Regions from separate parts of the Sus scrofa genome. Here region 1 is linked to region 2. The links are chromatin contacts, called in public HiChIP or PLAC-seq maps. All regions are on one chromosome and are shown on one strand. Each heading gives the region's core, a stretch centred on a gene start, on an enhancer-like site or on the middle of the called end of the contact. The rest is flanking DNA. Distances are from core to core; before and after follow the strand shown.

Evidence for each region. HiChIP or PLAC-seq counts read pairs in DNA pulled down with a chosen protein or histone mark.
Region 1: a contact with region 2 is called in an H3K27ac HiChIP or PLAC-seq map of skeletal muscle. The contact joins the enhancer-like site here to the promoter of LRP11 in region 2. A contact is called at or near these places in 6 of 47 Hi-C or Micro-C datasets (alveolar macrophages, fetal heart ventricle, liver and 3 more) and 1 of 2 datasets of contacts at active chromatin or transcription factors (skeletal muscle).

The regions. Positions count from the first base shown.
Region 1 is chr1:16,173,002-16,175,701 of Sscrofa11.1, reverse strand. The region is part of intron 3 of LRP11 (low-density lipoprotein receptor-related protein 11); the gene reads right to left. Among named protein-coding and RNA genes, the nearest start is that of LRP11, 35 kb to the right of the region's middle. Within about 2 kb of position 1,426, at least 15 of the 83 cell types and tissues checked have an H3K27ac peak or open chromatin away from gene starts, as enhancers often do. A contact at or near this core is called in skeletal muscle, where this site is marked.
Region 2 is chr1:16,137,801-16,140,500 of Sscrofa11.1, reverse strand. LRP11 (low-density lipoprotein receptor-related protein 11) reads right to left here and starts at 1,274. Exons shown (of 7, transcript XM_001928988.5): 1 at 295-1,274. The coding sequence starts at 928.

The DNA of each region.
Region 1 (2,700 bases), core at 177-2,676, 35 kb before region 2:
ATCCTAAGTATCTCAAGGCTTTACTTATTCCTGGGTAGTTTTGGAGATAGATTCATATTGGTAAATTAGCCATCTATTTCTGGATTAGTGGTCTTCAAACTTATGGACTAAACATATCTTCAATCTTTAAATCATAGGCTTGGACCCCTGTATGAACATGTTATCCATGTTATGAAAGAGACTGAACATTTAAAGAAGGTTAAAAATAAAAATACAAGTTCTGGGGAGTTCCCATTGTGGCTAAGCAGGTTAAGAACCTGACTAGTGTCCATAAGGATGTGAGTTTGATCCCTGGCCTTGCTCAGTGGGTTAAGGATCCAGCGTTGCTGCAAGCTTCAGTGCATGTTGAAGATGAGACTGGATCCGGCGTTGCTGTGGCTGTAGGCCAGCAGCTATAGCTCTGATTTGACTGCCAGCTCAGGAACTTCCATATGCTGCAGGTGCAGCCTTAAAAAAAAAAAGAAAAGTTCTGGTGCCTTCTTTTCCATCCTAAAAATGTCCTGACCATCTGTGGGGGATCCTATTTGGAGACCATTTATCTGGATCATCTTAGAAGTGTTTGTTGCCTTGCTCTCTAAATGGATTATTTTTTGCAGAGCTTGAAAACACGCACTCTCTTTATCTACAACTGAACCATGTTATTGCAGAAGCAGGAGTATGTGTGTGCCTTTTACCCCAGAAGATGCCACCCTTGGTTACCATGAAAGCTCCTCATTAACTGCAAAACCCAGGTATGTAATAGAGGGGACAGAAACACCTCTTGTTTTCGGTGTCTCTGTGTTATATTAACTTTAATTCTTATGTTATTCCAATTGAACTAGTGAGTGATTCCAGACAGCAGTTAATACTACAGCATTCTTTTAATTTTCAATATAAAGCTATGTATGTAAAACCTCTACCCAAGTGGCCTTTCAATAATCAAAGATGAGTCACATCACTCTGGGGCTTCAAACACACTTTACCATCATCCTGAGAAAGGCCAGAAATGTACAAATAGCGACTTGCCTTGGGAGTCCCAGAAAACTGGCCTGAGAACAAAAGCCAGAACAATAAGTGGCTGGTGAGGTGTCAGCCCTCTGCCTCCATCAGCTAAGGCCCTTTCTCCCTCTTGGTGTCTTGGTCATACAGAGGCCACCCTTTTCTAATTTCCGTAGGGGCGACAGCTTCCCAGGAGCACATCCTCCCAGTAGCAGCACTTGACCTGGGCCCAGAGCCCGGAGCCCTGCTCCCAGGAGGACAGCTCTCTGGGCCCCGCCGACCTCTGCTGGTGACTATCCCAGTTGGAGCTGATGCTGTGTTTCCAGCAGCCTGGAGCATGGCCAACATTCCAAGGTACTTTTTGAGCAACTGTCTGGCTCTTCTGTGAAGTTGCAGTAAATCAACAGACAGGGCCTGTTGGCATGTGCGCTGGGCTGGACGGCTGGCTTGCTCACCATCACTGACTCACAGTGCCCCGGGGGGCCAGAGTCTGGGGTCACTGCTCTTTCCTTAGAGGAAGCTTACACCCTGGCTGGCCAGGGAAACGGCCAACCTCAATTTTTTTTTTTTTTTTTCCTTTTAGGGCCACACCTGCAGCATATGGAAGTTCCCAGGCTAAGGGTCCAATGTGGGATCTGAGCCTCATCTGTGACTTACACCACAGTTCACGGCAACACTGGATCCTTAACCGACTGACTGACACTAGTCAGATTTGGTTCTGCTGCACCATGATGGGAACTCCCACATTCCAAACTTTTTATCCTCATTGTCCTGACTGCTGGCTTGATTACCATCCAAATACTGAGGAACAAAGATGTAGGAGGCAGGGGCAAGGTCTGTGGAGCCCACTTCATGCACAGTTCCTGCAAACGCTGAGAAAGTATCCGCTGACGGAGGGGCAGGACCCCACACAGACATCCTCCCAGCACTTCTCCAGGGTGAGCTCAGTATCTTTAGTGCTGCCAAGTTCTATATAAGTTTTTTTTTTAACTTGATGAATTAATCTTAGAAATGTAGATGTTTGGAAAAGTAAGACACTGAGAAATGAGATAAATGAGTTTACATTGTACAGCAGAATATAAGAAAAATATATGTTGAGCTATGTTATCAACCTGTGTATCTTTGTAGAGTATCTATGAAGGTTTTTTTTTTTTTTTTTTTTTTTTATGTCTGACCTTGTGGGATGTGGAAGTTCCCAGGCCAGGGACTGAATCTGAGCTGCAGCTGCATCAACACTGGATCCTCTAACCCAGTGTGCTGGGCGGGGGATTGAACCTTTGTCTCTGCCATGACCTGAGCTGCTACAGCTGGATTCTTAGCCCATTGCACTATAGCAGGAACCCCTCCAAGAAAAATTTTAAATAGTCCTTTTAAATCGACACATGTGCTTCCTATATTTTAATGTGGCTTAAATGTACTATTTAGATGCAGTCTGTGAACAGACATATCAAAAAGATCACCCTCTTTTAAACAAGACTCTCTCCTGGAAAAGCCAGATGATTGTCTCTTACGAAATGGAGTCAAGGAGAGACGGAGCATCTGCGGGGTCCCGAGGCTCAGAATCTAGTCTCATCCCCTGGGGGCGAGGGAGGGTCCCCTATCCTGACTTGGCAGTGTCACTTCGCCCCAAATCTAATGCAGCCTATTTTTGTCATATTTTTGGTGAAGACTTTCTCATTCAACAATGGCCAAAGATAAAATGGAAGAGCCCATGGGATGCAT
Region 2 (2,700 bases), core at 25-2,524:
AGATTAGCTTTCCTCCTTAAGCTTAGAAGAATTCCTCAAGCAGCCCACCGTGCCTACTTCTGCTCAATTTACTGGGATTTCTCAAAAACCACCCCGAGGACTGAGAAATCAAAGCCACTCTTCTGGATACCCGCAATTAAGTGTGTTTATTTGGATGGAGGGTGTTGCATTTCTGACTCGGTTGAGGAGGGTCCGGCGGTCCTGCCTGGGCGGGTCTCCCAAGTGCAGCCACCAACAGGTGCAAGAACGCGACAGCAGGACCCAAGTGACCCCAGCCTCCGGTGGCGTGCTTACCCAGCCGAGCGGAAGCCCGGGCGGTGGCCGGGGCGCCAGCTTCCAGGCCTTCCTGCTCATCTTCTGAGCCGCGGCTGAGGCTGTAACTGCTGTAGCCGCGGTGCAGCGCGAACTTGCAGACGTTTCGGCCGCGCGCCGTGCAGTTGAAGAGGTAGCAGCCGAGCGCGGCGGCCGGGGACGCGGGCCGCCGGGACAGCTCCACCACCGCCACGGAACAGCGCGGCTCGAGGCAGCAGGCGGCCAGGCACTGCCGCCAGTCCCGCACGGCCGCCGGCGCCCTCAGAAAGCTGGCGCCGGCGGCGATGGAGTCCTTGGTGCGGATGATGGCGTCGGGCATGGCACTGTAGCCGCCGCCGCCCGGGCCCGGGCAGCCTTCCTGGGGGCCGCCGCCCGCGCGCAGCTCCAGCTCCAGCTCCTCCTGCGGTCGTTCTTGCTGCAGCTGCCGGCGGAACTCCTCCAGCAGCTGCTCCACTCCCGAGAGCTGCGCATGCAGCTCGGAGAGCGGCGCGGAGGGCGATGCTGCCGCGCGGCCGCTGGGCAGCCACAAGCACAGCAGCAGCAGTCCGTGCAGTGCCGGGCGCCGCGGAGGCCGCTTGCGCCCCGAACCCGTGCTCTCCCGGGTGGCAGAGGCCATGGCGGCCGGTGGCGGAGGAAGCGAGCCGAGGAGGGGCCGCAGAGCGCGAGGGAGCCGGGCGAGCTCGGGGCTGCGGCCTTCCTGCGAGGTCGCGGCGGGCGCTAGGCCCCGGCGCCTCAGAGCGCAGCCTCCCCGGGGCCCCGCTGCGCCCCCGAGGTTGCGGGAGCGCGGTCGCCCGCGGGCACGGCAGCAGCGAGAGGCATAGCCGGCTCGGCCCTATACCGCTCTGCGTCCTTTCCGGGGGTTTCTGGGGCGCCGGCGCCTCTCCGCCGCCGGTCAGGGCGCCCTCGGTGAAGATCAGCACCGGGGAGGTGAACAGTGGCCGTGGGGGCGGGGCGTGCCAAGCCCCGCCCAGGCCCGCCCCTCCCGCCCCCTTCCTTTGCTCGCGTGGACTCCGCCCACACCCGGAGGTTTCCCTGGGTTTAAGCGAAAGTAACTCCGCAGCAGAGCGCCCCCGGAAAGGGACTTTGTGCCTGTGGCCCTCTGAATCTGGGCGGGGTTCATGTCTAAGAACCCTGGGCTTTATTAACTAGCCAGAGATGCTCAGTTGCCGGCTCAGAGGGGTACGGGCACTTGGGGTGAAAGGAAGGGGGGTGTCCACACATCCTTGTGACCTCAGAGCCCGCTCCAGCGACTGGGGAACCATCAGGCACTCTCTTCGGTCCTTCACTCTGATTGTCTCCTCCACCTTATGTCCCCAGGCCTAATTGTGGAACAGATGGCGGGCGGTGCTGTGGAAAAATACGCAAATAGCCGTCACATTCCCTGTGGAAATCTGAACACAGTCAATTAGAGGACATGATGACGTCACTCACTGCGTGTGCAGAGGCCTTCAGCTGAGGTCTTGTAAGATCTAGAGAAATGGTGTTTTCTGTGACTTAATAAAACGTATGAAAAGACGTCTGAAAACCTCCCACCCAGGGAAGGCTTACACCTGGGAGTTCTAGCTGCCTGTGATCTTTATTTCTGAGTCCATTTCTTTTTTCTTTTTCTCTTTAGGGCCGCACCTGTTAGCATATGGAAGTTCCAGGGCTAGGGGTTGAATTGGAGCTGCAGCTTCCAGCCTATGCCCCAGCCCCAGCCCCAGCCACACCACCACCAGATCCCAGCCGATTTGTGACCTACTTGGCAGCATTCAGCATCCATGGATCCTTAACACACTGAGGGAGACCCCTGATCCACCTGGCAATCCTCGTGCATACTAGCTGGGTTCTTAACCCTCTGAGTTCCTTTCTATTGACTCATTTTTCTCTTGATAATGAATCACATTTTCTTTTTAGCACACCCAGAAATTTTTTATTAGAAACTTGAACGTTGTGAATGGTACATCATTAAATGTATTTTCTAGGAAGCTAAAAATAAATAGCTGGGTAGGAAAACAGCAGTCTCTGCCATAATTTTTATTTTCACAGCTGACATTTAGGAGCCCATTGCTTTCAGTCCAGAACAGAGTAGGAGGCGAAATTAGATAAAGTGAAAGTAAAAATAGAAAAAAAGAAAAGAGAAAAAAATAAACCTAGTAGTTCTTGTGAGGGAGAAATTAAAAATTTTTTTTGTGTATGTGCGGGGGTGTATTTGAGTGCTTTTGAGGCTGAAAAAAAAAAAAAAAAAAAAAAAAAGGATCTCTTAGCCCTGAAGGCTATGTCTGGGGAGCAGCACTTGGGCTTCAGTTTCTTGCATCTCTGAGGTGTTTACCCCACTTGAATTCAGTAACTTTCAGATGTCCTGGAAGTCATGTAAATTCCTTTTCTTTTCCTTTTTTTTTTTTTTTT